Regions from separate parts of the Astyanax mexicanus genome. Here region 2 is linked to region 1. Evidence: chromatin contacts called from public Hi-C data. All regions are on one chromosome and are shown on one strand. Each heading gives the region's core, a stretch centred on a gene start, on an enhancer-like site or on the middle of the called end of the contact. The rest is flanking DNA. Distances are from core to core; before and after follow the strand shown.

The links. Hi-C and Micro-C count contacts between places; a contact is called where the count stands out from the background.
Region 2: a Hi-C map of blood shows a contact between it and region 1, with 2.2 times the contacts expected there. The contact joins the promoter of si:ch211-132p1.2 here to the enhancer-like site in region 1. A contact is called at or near these places in 2 of 3 Hi-C or Micro-C datasets (blood and muscle).

The regions. Positions count from the first base shown.
Region 1 is chr10:33,556,933-33,559,906 of AstMex3_surface, forward strand. All of the region lies in intron 6 of rnf130 (ring finger protein 130), which reads right to left. Among protein-coding and RNA genes, the nearest start is that of LOC125804801, 11 kb to the right of the region's middle. Within about 2 kb of position 1,554, the one cell type or tissue checked has an H3K27ac peak away from gene starts, as active enhancers do.
Region 2 is chr10:33,615,042-33,618,114 of AstMex3_surface, forward strand. si:ch211-132p1.2 (proteinase-activated receptor 4) reads left to right here and starts at 1,319. Exons shown (of 3, transcript XM_022684027.2): 1 at 1,319-1,622. The coding sequence starts at 1,499. The region is part of intron 1 of rnf130 (ring finger protein 130); the gene reads right to left.

The DNA of each region.
Region 1 (2,974 bases), core at 304-2,803:
TTTAGTAAATCAAATAGAGTGTTAAACCTAAAAAGTTTAGAGTGCCTTGTTTTAAGTCTTGTGTCCTAAACTTAATGTTTTCCAGAAACATTATCTAGCACCATTAGAGCACTGTGCAAGCTCTGCAGAGCCAACACATGCACAGAACCTCGACTCAATTGTAACATGTTTATTGAGACGTTACAATAAATTATTATACATGTTAATATAACTCTGAAGTGTGTTTGACAGCTCTGGCTGAGGTCATGCTGAAACTCTCCAGATATCACGCTGTTCTTTTATGCAGGGGCTGTCAGTTATCAGTGCTGAGGAAGTCAGTAGTCAGCTGAGTGCTTAGTGTTGATGATAAAACTGTGCACTTTATTGTCCCATAGTAAACCAGCCCCGCCCACTTCCTACTCTGTTTGTTTGTTGGCACTTTTCACACTATGTTATACAAATGTTACAGGAATGATCAGCAATGTTTTTAAATGGTTACAGGAAGGTTAGCCTTTAATGGTACAAAAAATACATTCAGAAGTATTCTAAAAATGTGTTTAATATTAGAAAAGCACATAAGTAGTAAAATGTAATAAAGGTAATAAAATCAATAATTAAAAATAGCATTTTTTATATTCCAACTAAATGTGAAAAGTTCATATTCAATAGATAATTATAAATTAATAAATAATTTATTATAATAATACATTTACATAACCAAGAAATAAATGTCAATTAGCTTTTTTGGTTGCCAAGTATTCTGTGAATCTCTAATATTAACAAAAATAATGACGTACAAAAACAATTATGATACAGGAGATAAATATATTGAATATAGTGTGATTTAATGCAATACAGTGTAAGAAAGACGATACACTGTATATAAAATTATTTGTTTTATAATTTTTATCAAATTTTAATTAAACTGCCAATACGAACACACCATTATATATATATATATATATATATATATATATATAAATCTAAGTAAATCTAAAGTTTTTTTTGTTTATCTAATTAGAGCATTGGGATCTGAAAATGGTTAGGATTTGCCTCTAAACATTCCATTTATTAATTATTTATTTTTTCATTATTACAATGATTCACTTTAAATAATTACTGTTAAGTATTGCAAATCATAAAATCACAATGCTTCCATATACTGATCATTTCTTAATACCTAGAATAAACTGTAATAAACTATAATATTTTCAAATTCATTCATTCTCCTGTATTAAATTCCACCTGTTCTCAGTGATACTAACACTACAGCAGTTTCAGCTCTGAACACTAGGGGGGGCAGTGCCTGCAGTGGGCTTACTCTAACACTGAACTAAGAATGAAGAAGGCCAAAGCGCTGTCCGTTTCCGAACATCCGGCTGGAATTCACTGTTCACATCGTAAATAATGATTACGTAATCCACAGAGCGACGCAATAACGCTGGAGTTCTGAGGCATTCCCCACGGTAACCCTGCAGAACAGCAGCTGAGGGGAGATTATGTTTAGCCTGGTTTAATCCCTCTGGACAGGGATTGTTTTGAAGGATCTGGAGCTGCTGTGGAGGAGATAATGGAGGTGATCGGGCCGGGGGAGCAGAAGAGGAGGCTCGTACTCTCCCTGGTGTGAGACCGAACTCTCTTGGCGGAACTCTTGGCGGAACTCACGACGGAAGACTCAGCAGAGAGGAGAGGAGGGTTTATATGCTTTCACTTCTAGAAAGCAGTGTTTTGAACCATAATCACTGCAGTTTCTGCCCAGACCTAAACCAGGCCCAGTATCAAACATAGAGTTCAAAGGTTCAGACATGTCAACCCACAGAACCAAATCCTTAATTTCTCTAATCATCATATCATAACTTCATATTTATAAGTGTATCATGTTGTTGACCCAAGTATCTAAATGTGATTTAGGAATGGCATTGTTTTAGGACAGTAGCTGTGTTTCGTTTGTTTTATGTGTTTCCTTATTTTCCCCCAATTCTAAAGCAGCGTAAGATGTATCCATCTGGGCAAAGGCAATCCCATGATGCATTTCACCAGCTCACAGTTCCAGCGCTTCAGTAGACTGATTTAATATGACTGATTTAGGTACAGTAATTTGAAAAGAGTGATTTAAGTAGATTTTGCTTTAGCTAATTTTTCTAAGTTAACAGATTCAAGTTGAGTCAGTAAAGTGAATCGAGTAGAGTGAATTGAGTAGAATGATTTTTGTAGATTTTTTTAGTTTTAGTTGAGATAACAGAGTTGAGTGATTTTAGTAGGCTGATTTGAGTTGAGTGATTTGAGTTGAGTAGATTTGCTTCAGCTAATTGATCTAAGAGAAGCGATTTGAGTCATTGCAGCAGAGTGATTTAAATAGAGTGATTTGAGTTTAGTGATACAGGAGGGGGACGTTTCTGAGTACAGTTTTGGAGGGGTGACCTAGAAAGTCAGTGTCCAGGTGTCCAGCTGTGTGACCGAGGCAGACGCAGCAGATGGTGCTCAAAACTCTTAGAGCCGTAAGAGGAGGAATAAAAGTGTCTTTTTCTGTGTGGGCATGTGTGTGTGTGTGTATGTGTAAGAGAGAGAGAGAAAGATGGTGTAAATCCGCCCGGAGGTCGGTGAAAGCGGCGCTAAAAATAACCGGAGAAGGTCCAGCAGGGGCAGTGAGTCACAGCTACAGTCCAACAGAATTTACTAACATAACACAAGCACACACATACACATACACGTAAACCCTCAACTATTACAAGTTCTACTTAATGTGTTATATCTGAATACAGCATTTTTTACCAGGCTTGTACCATTTTAATCCCCACTGGCTGATACATAACAACAGTGGGTGCTTTACTCCAACCAGATGGGACTACTTTTTTCAGTGGAAGGAATCTGACAATCTGAGGGGGGGTGTGAACAAGGAGAGTGACCAGGGGTAGTGAACAGGGAGAGTTATTGGGGGAGTAAGGAGAATCCTAAACGGGGGAGTGAACAGGGGAGTGAACAAGGAGGGCTATTG
Region 2 (3,073 bases), core at 69-2,568, 58 kb after region 1:
GTATTAATAACGGTGTAACACAGTGTCAGAGAACACATGATTAGCACTTCTAGATATGTTTTTTAATGTGTGGAAAAGCTGATCTGACCAGTGGAAATGACCACAGCTTCACACTTCCATTACCCTGACCATCAACACCCCCGCCAGGGGTGCAGTCTCACTTCCTCATAGACGACTAGCAATAAATAACCCTAATGAGCTACTTCCTTCCACCAACACTCTCTTACTGTGCTAACAACTGCCGTATTTACCTTTTCCTGATTCACACAGAACAGCACAGTTATGTGTGTGTATGTGTGTGTGCGGAATTTTTTGCCATAATTTATTAGGTTACAGAGGTGCACATTCTGAATATTTCTAGTACAAGTAAGTTGGTGTTCTAAACTATTTTTGATTAAAGTGCATACGCACACATCAACTTATATATTGAAATGTAATGATGATATATTAGAGAAATTACAGTATTATAATAAGAGGATAGTTTATTGAGGACAACTGTACAAATGAAAAGAGCCTATAGTACACTGTTGGAGCCTGTAGCCTGGATACAAGATGAGATACAGTTGGCCATGAAGATATACAGGTTCCATATGACATCCTGCAGCACATTTATAAACAGATGTTGCAGCTGGGCCTGTAGATCCTACTCTACACTCATAGGTTGCTGGAGCTGCCATCCCAGCTCCTCCCATAAATCCTTGATTGGTGATAAATCTGTAGAGGGGACAGAACAAGGACATTCCTGGGAAACATTTGCTGTGTTTGGATAAGCAGTTGAAAACCCTGTCATGAGAGGCAACACATGTGGCCACAGGATGTTCTGCACATATCATTGAGCTGTTAGTGTCCCTAAGGTTTCTTATCACTCTGTTTATCATTTATATATATATATATATATATATATGTTTCAGTAAAATTACCATTGTTGTTTTATTCTATAAATTACGGACATTTCTCCCAAATTCCAAATAAAAATATTGTAATTTATATATTTGTAAATATATTTGTAAATATTGCATTTATTTGCAGAAAATAGCATGTTCTCTTCCATCAGTCTTACACACTGCTTTTGGATAATTTTATGCCACTCCTGGTGCAATAATTCAAGCAGGTCAGCTTGGTTTGATGGCTTGTGATCATCCATCTTCCTTTTGATTATATTCCAGAGGTTTTCAATTTGGTATTAAGTGGTCTAATATTTTTTCCATGGCTGTATATATACTATACAAAAATGGCTAATATAGTGCCATTAAACTAGATAAAGACACACACACACACACTGCATGTTTCATACCCTGAAAGGAAGCAGGGCGGAGAGAAGGCATGCGAAAGTGCACACACACATACACACACACACATTGAAACTCCAGAAGCAGACCTGAAAGCAGAATAAGAGGACTGGAAATCAAACAGGTTTCACGTTTCTCAGCGGACCTTCTGAAAATTGCACTGGACTTCAGCCTTCAGGAACCCTGACCCGTTCTCTAGAACTTCAGAGATGCTCTCTCTCAGCAGAACTGCTCTATCTGTTCGTCCTAATCTCCTGGTTCTTCTCCTGGTTCTCCTCTCGCTCTGCACGGCCTCATCTCAGGCTTCAAGAAACTTCACCGGTGGACCTGCCCGTAAGTGTCTTCAGCTCATCCCAGAATAGGACATGGACTAGCTTAATGCATTGGACTGAAAATGTACACTGTTCTAAGGAACCTTTAAAGGTTCTTCAGTTTGAAAGTGTATAGGAGGAAACCCTTAATCCAGCTAACCTATCTTTGCATTAGAGGTTTTTTTAAAAGTTACAATTAAAGTTAATAAAGTGTCAATCTAGTTTTATGAATGTTCTTAGAACGTATATTTTGTATTTATTTATTTTATTATTTTATAATTATTTTATAATAACATTACTGCAACATCAGTTTTGTATTTAGTTGCTAAATGTTCTTTTAATGTTCTGTTCTGGAAAGGTATTAAACCTTTAAAAAAATGTTTTAGAACAATATTTTTTCCTGATGGTTGCTTAAAGCAATTCAAAGGGTTCCTCCTTCACATTTTCAAATTGAAGAACCTCTAAATGTTCCTCAAGGATCAAACAATTTTAACAACTTAAAGGAACCTTTAAAAAATGTTTTTAGAAGAATAATTTTAACAGTGTACAGTACACAGAACCAACAGTTCTGTACACTACGTGAGCAGCCATTTAAAGGGTTAAAGAGGCTTCACATGAAGTTATGTAAGGTGTAAATGGTTTGGAAATATTTTGCTGTAGGACATTGTTAATAATGTTACATAACATCAACATAAGTGCTTTGATAACTGACATAACCATATTTCTGGAGATGAATAGGCAGTCCAATATAAACTGTTAGAAAACTGTAAAAACTTTATTAACTATGACAAATGAAAAAATAAATAGTATTATTCTAATTTTCTATGTTTAAACTGAGCCTCAAATGATTAAAAAGTAAGTTTTAAAGTGTTTGATTTTTCAAGTTTAATCTCTAAGTTAAAATACAGCTTGACCTCAGGGGTAATCTTTGGCAGTGTAGTTTTGCAGTGTTTATTCATAGGGGTCGAGAAGCATGATTCAGCTCTCCTGGTTTTGATCCACTGTCACTGCGTTGTTGCAGTTTGGAGCAACACTTTGAACTTACTTGATTTAGGCAGATTTTACCTTATATGCACACTGAACAGATAATTCAGCCTCCCAAACCCACACTCACCAATACTGTGTAGTCTTTCCCATAAGGACTTTCCTCCCCAGTGTATTCAGTTTTATTTAATGGAATGTTTGTGGGGCTTTGAGTAGTCCAGCGGGCTAAGCGCTACCACTATGATCAGGAGATCTCATGATCAGTTCGATGATCAGTTCGAATCCTGTTCATGTAGCTTACCATCAGCTACCGGAGTCCTGAGAGAGCACAGTTGGCCTTGCTCTCTCTGGGTGGGTAGATGGCGCTCTCTCCCCACATCACTACAAAAGGGTGACGTGGATCAGCACAAGGCATCTGTGAGCTGATGTATCGGAACCGAGTTGCTCAGTTTTTCTTCCGAATGTGCTGTGAGGTGGGAGAGGCGGTGG